2 separate regions of the Sus scrofa genome follow, and region 1 is linked to region 2. Evidence: chromatin contacts called from public HiChIP or PLAC-seq data. All regions are on one chromosome and are shown on one strand. The core of a region is the stretch at or near the end of the contact, and the rest is flanking DNA. Distances in the headings are between cores, read along the strand shown.

Region 1 (2,700 bases), core at 102-2,601, 190 kb before region 2:
AGGTGTGGCTAAGTTTAAAAAGGGGCTTATGGAGTTCCCGTTGTGGCTCAGAGGTTAACGAATTCGACTAGGAACCATGAGGTTGCAGGTTCGATCCCTGGCCTTGCTCAGTGGGTTAAGGATCCGGCGTTGCCGTGAGCTGTGATGCAGGTTGATCCCGTGTTGCTGTGGCTCTGGCTACAGCTCCCTAGCCTGGGAACCTCCATATGCCGTGGGAGCGGCCCAAGAAATGGCAAAAAAGACCAAAAATAAATAAATAAACAAAAGGGGGCTTATTGTAACAAACCAATGATGCTCCTCTCATTCCATTACCTCAGGAAATCATAAGGATTTTAGGAGCTCTGTGCCAAGGACTGGGGACAAAGACCAAATACATATTTCTTCATATCATAATATCATACCATCTCCAGTGGCATCACGATGGAGGTTAAGGCTTCAGCATAGGAACTGGGGGCAGGGGGCAGTGAGGAGGGAAGAACACACACTCAGCTCCTAAAAAAGTTTCTTCTTTGTTTCCCCATTGGTTTTTTGGCTGAGTTCTCTCTCTCTCTCTCTTTTTTGGCTGCATCCTCAGCATATGGAAGTTCCTGGGCCAGGGATCGAATTCAAGATGCAGCTGTGACCCACACCCCAGCTGTAGCAATGACCCAACCTGCTGCACAGACAATGCTGGATCCTTAACCCATTATACCACAGTGGGAACTTCTGGCTGAGCTATTAATGGGTTGTTCTAGTGTTCTACAAGCCCAGCCGCCTATGATTTTTTGCTTTTACTTATTATTTCTCTCTCTGAGAATTCCCCATTCTGTTTCTCATGAATGACATAGCTTTGGGGACACTTGACTTCCAATTTCTTAGGAAAAAAAAATTTTAACTGCTAGCAACTTGAGAAAATTGGCTAGTATATGCGACATAAATTATATTAACTACAAAACCCAAATCACAGGGGATTGGAGCTGTGTCTGTGACCTACAGCTCAAGGCAACGCTGGATTCCTGATCCAATGAGTGAGACCAGAGACTGAACCCACATCCTCATGGATACCAGTCAGATTCATTCCTACTGCGCCACAACAGAAACTCTCCTAACATCTATTCTAATTCATAAACATAGTCTATTCTTGAACTTTTTTTTTTTTTTTTTGCTCTTTAGGGCTGCACCCAAGGCATATGGAGGTTCCCAGACTAGAGGTCCAATTGGAGCTACAGCTGCCAGCCTACACCACAGCCACAGCAATGCCAGATCTGAGCCTCATCTGAGACATGCACCACAGCTCACGGCAACGCCAGATCCTTAAGCTACTGAGCGAGGCCAGGGATTGAAAGCGAAACCTCATAGTTCAAGTTCCTAGTCGGATTTGTTTCCTGTGTGCCACAACGTGAACTTCCTCTTCTTGAACTTCTGATGCATGGAAGTATATAGCATGCATTCTCTTTTGTCTGGCTTCTGTCACTCAAAGTAAAGTTTCTGAGGTTCATCCATGTTCTGCATAGCAGTAGTTCTGCCTCATGTGGAAGTTCAAATTCATTCTTTTTTTTATTGTCAAATAATATTTTATTACATAAATGGAGCCCAGTTTGTTTAGCCATCCCCCAGTCCATGGATATTTGGGTCATTTCCCATTTTTGCATATTGCTACACATTTTTAAAAATTTCTATAACAATTCTTGAGCAAGTATCTGCAAACATACATTCATTTCTTCCAGGGAAATACCTAGATGCAGAATTATCAGTTATAGGGTTATGAAAAATTAATTTTTATGAGACCAACATAGAAACAGAAACTTGAAAACTCATACATACATTTGCATACCAGCTAAACAACGTGACACCCATATGTTACCATTTTTATGCAACCACGTGATGATCAGTGACATCCCTTCTCCTTTTAAAAAAAGCTTTATTCCAGTAAATTACACATAACATGATAGTTACTATCTTAAACATCTTAAAGTGTACAGTTCAGTGGCTTTAAGTTCATTCGTTTTGTTGTACAACAATGATCATCCCCGACCTCCAGAGCTCTTTTCATTTTACATTCACATCTCGTACCCTTTGTATTTTGCATTCACATTTCCTCTTTTTTCCCTGGGGTGGCTTGAGCTTTCTGGAGGAAGACTTAGAAACAGTGAAAATCTAAAAATTGTTTGCCACAATGGTTTTCCTTTATAAGTGGTTTCCTGCTACTCTCTTTTTTCTTTTTGAGTATTTCTCTGTAACTCTCTTTCTCTCGCATAACATAGTTGTCTTTTTGTTTCTTTTTCTTAGTGCATCCAGCCCTATCCCCTGATTCAGATCTCCTGCTAAAAATTGAACATGTATTATAACTATCCAAGGCTTAAGAGATACAACTATAGGGAATGTCGATGCCTGGCTGCCTACAGGAATAATCTGGGAACCTTTAAATAATACAGAGACTTTGGGTCATATGAGACCTACTGATTAGGAATTTCTAGATGCGAGGCCCAGGAATATGTATTTTAACAAGTCGCTGGATATGGCAGACAGGATTTTAAGACTGCCCTCGAAGACCCTGGCCTTTGTATAATTCCCTTTCTTGTGAATATGATGGGATGTCACTCCCATGATTATATTATGTGATCAAAGGGATTTTGCAGATTTTGCTTAGTTGACTTTGACTTACTCAGTAGGGAGGTTGTCCAAGGGGGCCTGAATGAATCACGCGAGCTCTTTAAATCT
Region 2 (2,700 bases), core at 190-2,689:
AGCTTAAAAAAAATCATACAACCTGAACGTTCAGAGGCAAGTTTTATTTGGGGCAAAATTAGGACATAAGCCCGGGAGATGGCATCTCGGGTAGCCGTGAGAAACCGCTCCCGAGCAGATGAGTGGGGGTGCCAGCATACAGGAATTTTGCAACAAAGGGAAGGTGGTAGGAACAAAAGATTTACAGAAAACCAGATTTACAGAAAACCAGTTTCTATGGGAAGATGCAAAGGTCTGGGCTTACTGGAGTCCCTCCAGCACCTCACCTATGGACTGGTCTTTGCTTCTTTCCTGAGTTCCCTCGGGGCTTGCTGGCCCATTCTTGGGAGTGACTGTATTCACAGACATCTTTTGTTCTGTCCACTTAACTGCAGCCCAGGAGGCAGTATTTCAGAGAGCGCTGATATATTGCCCCAAAGAGGAAAGGGGGACATATCAAGATCTAACTCATAAAGGCGATGGAGGAGGTGCATGCAGCCATGCATACCTTTTACAGTCGTTTGCTGCTGGTCTCATGAAGGTGACCACTAGGCACAGACATCAGCCATCATTGAAGGAGTTCAGCATTTTTCTAGATATGAGAAGATGCAAGAATTGGGCTCATAAAAGCGTCTCCTAAAAACATCTAACTCTGAAGACCCGTTCTTCCAGTTTTCCCAGAGCACAGAGTACCTCACTCTTGGTCTGCTCAGGGGCTGCTGCGGGTCGACAACTGCAGTGGTACATGATTTAATCCACGTAGAGGCAGATGGCAGGGGCCAAACTCCGGTTCACACAACTATAATTTAAAAAAGAAAAAAACAAGATTAAAAAAAAAAGTCTTCATCTAGACCCAGAAGAACCTGTGCCTTTGGCTTCTTCCCACCTCTCAGCCCCTCATCTCTGTCCTCTTTCCCCCTCCCTCACTCAACTCCAGCCATGTGGGCTTCCCCACTGTTCCTAGAACCCACCAGGGGCAATCGAACCCCAGGGCATTTGTACAGGCAGTTCTTTCTCCACTGAACCCCTCTTCCCTCACATACACACCCTAGTTGTTCTCTTATCTCCTGTAGGTTTCTTATCAGAGATTGCCCTTGTTTCCATTTGTAAAATCACACCCCCTGCCCCCCACACCTTCCATTCTTTTCCTTTTTTATTTTCCTCCCTAGCACATAGCACTCTCTGACTTAACCGCAGTTTTTACTTATTTGCGTAAAACCTGCTTACCCCACCGGACTATCAGGGCAAAGCTTTTTGTCTTTTCACAACTGTTTCCCCCGTGCTGAAAACAGCACCCGGTGCATAGTAGGTGCTCAGTAAATATCTGTCAAATGTTCACTTCATTTCATTCTTCGCCCTGCGGGCTGCTCTGCACCTTGGAGGATGTTTAGAGGCATCCTTGACCTCCACCCACTTTCTGCCAGTAGCACGCTTCCCCCTTGGAGTCATGACAGTGAATCGTTCCCAGCCAATCCCGAAAGTCCCCTGTGGGGGTGGAGGAGCGGCCACTTGCCCCTGGGCGACAGAACTATTGTTTTGGAGGGAGTGAACTTCCTGTGTCGGGTGGGGTGGGGAGGAAACCCAAAGAGAAATGAATACCTGCTGGCTGGAGTGAAGGTGAGAATGAGAGCTTTTTCACATTAGATATTCATTTATTTTATTATCAGCAACAGGTGCTAGGCTGATGGCTGGGGTGATGGGAAAGAACACCCCAGCTTTCCCCTCTGCTGTCCTGAGTTCACAGCCTCGTGGGAGAGAAGGCTGCCTGGGTTGTTTCCTGTGGCTGCTGTAACAATGTCTCAAAAACTGGGTGGCTTCAAACAACAGCTATATTGTCTCGCAGTTCTGGAGGGCAGAGGGTTGAAATCAAAAGTGTCGGGAAGTGTTGGCAGCCTCTTGCTCCATCTCCAGGCTGGAGGGGACAGTCCCTTCTTTGCCTCTCCCAGGTTCTGCTGGTGCCCTGCGTTTCTTGGCTAGAGGCTGCCCAGTTCCAGCCTCTGCCTTTATCTTCACTGTGCTGTGTCCTCTGTGTCTGCATTGTCTTGGGGTCTCATACTCCAGAATGATCTCCTCATCCTGACATCCTTAATGATGTCTTGCAAAGTCTTCTTCTTTTTTTTTAATTTTAAATAATGTCACATTCTGACATCAGGGATCTGATGTAGATGTATCTATTTGGAGTCCCCCATTCAACCGCTGCAGAGACTTACCAGCCAAAAAATACCCCAACAAACAAACAAGGAATTCCCATCGTGGTGGAGTGGAAACGAATCCGACTAAGGACCATGAGGTGGCGGGTTCGATCCCTGGCCTCGCTCAGTGGGTTGAGGATCCGGTGTTGCCGTGAGCTGTGGTGTAGGTCGCAGATGCAGCTTGGATCCTGCATGGCTGTGGCTGTGGTATAGGCCTGCCTGCCACTGTAGCTCTGATTGGACCCCTAGCCTGGGAACCTCCGCATGCCATGGGTAAGGCCGTAAAAAAGCAAAACAAACAAAAAAAACCTCCACATTGTGGAGGTCCCTGGTGACCTAGTGGTCAAGGATTCGGCACTGTCACAGCTGTGGTGTGGGTTCGATTCCAGGCCTGGGAACTTCTGCTTGCCACGGACGTGGCCAAAAAAAGAAAAAAACAAACAAACATTGCAGCAAATGCTGCAGACAAGAAACCAGGGGTCAGGATGGAGGCGAACAAATGGGGCAGGCTTCTGGGGGGTGGTCAAGG

Evidence for each region. HiChIP or PLAC-seq counts read pairs in DNA pulled down with a chosen protein or histone mark.
Region 1: an H3K27ac HiChIP or PLAC-seq map of alveolar macrophages shows a contact between it and region 2. The contact joins two enhancer-like sites. A contact is called at or near these places in 1 of 47 Hi-C or Micro-C datasets (fetal skeletal muscle) and 1 of 2 datasets of contacts at active chromatin or transcription factors (alveolar macrophages).

What each region holds. Positions count from the first base shown.
Region 1 is chr2:72,564,187-72,566,886 of Sscrofa11.1, reverse strand. No RefSeq gene overlaps it. Among named protein-coding and RNA genes, the nearest start is that of TNFSF9, 17 kb to the left of the region's middle. Within about 2 kb of position 1,351, at least 2 of the 83 cell types and tissues checked have an H3K27ac peak or open chromatin away from gene starts, as enhancers often do. A contact at or near this core is called in alveolar macrophages, where this site is marked.
Region 2 is chr2:72,378,525-72,381,224 of Sscrofa11.1, reverse strand. All of the region lies in intron 1 of VAV1 (vav guanine nucleotide exchange factor 1), which reads left to right. Among named protein-coding and RNA genes, the nearest start is that of VAV1, 12 kb to the left of the region's middle. Within about 2 kb of position 1,439, at least 4 of the 83 cell types and tissues checked have an H3K27ac peak or open chromatin away from gene starts, as enhancers often do. A contact at or near this core is called in alveolar macrophages, where this site is marked.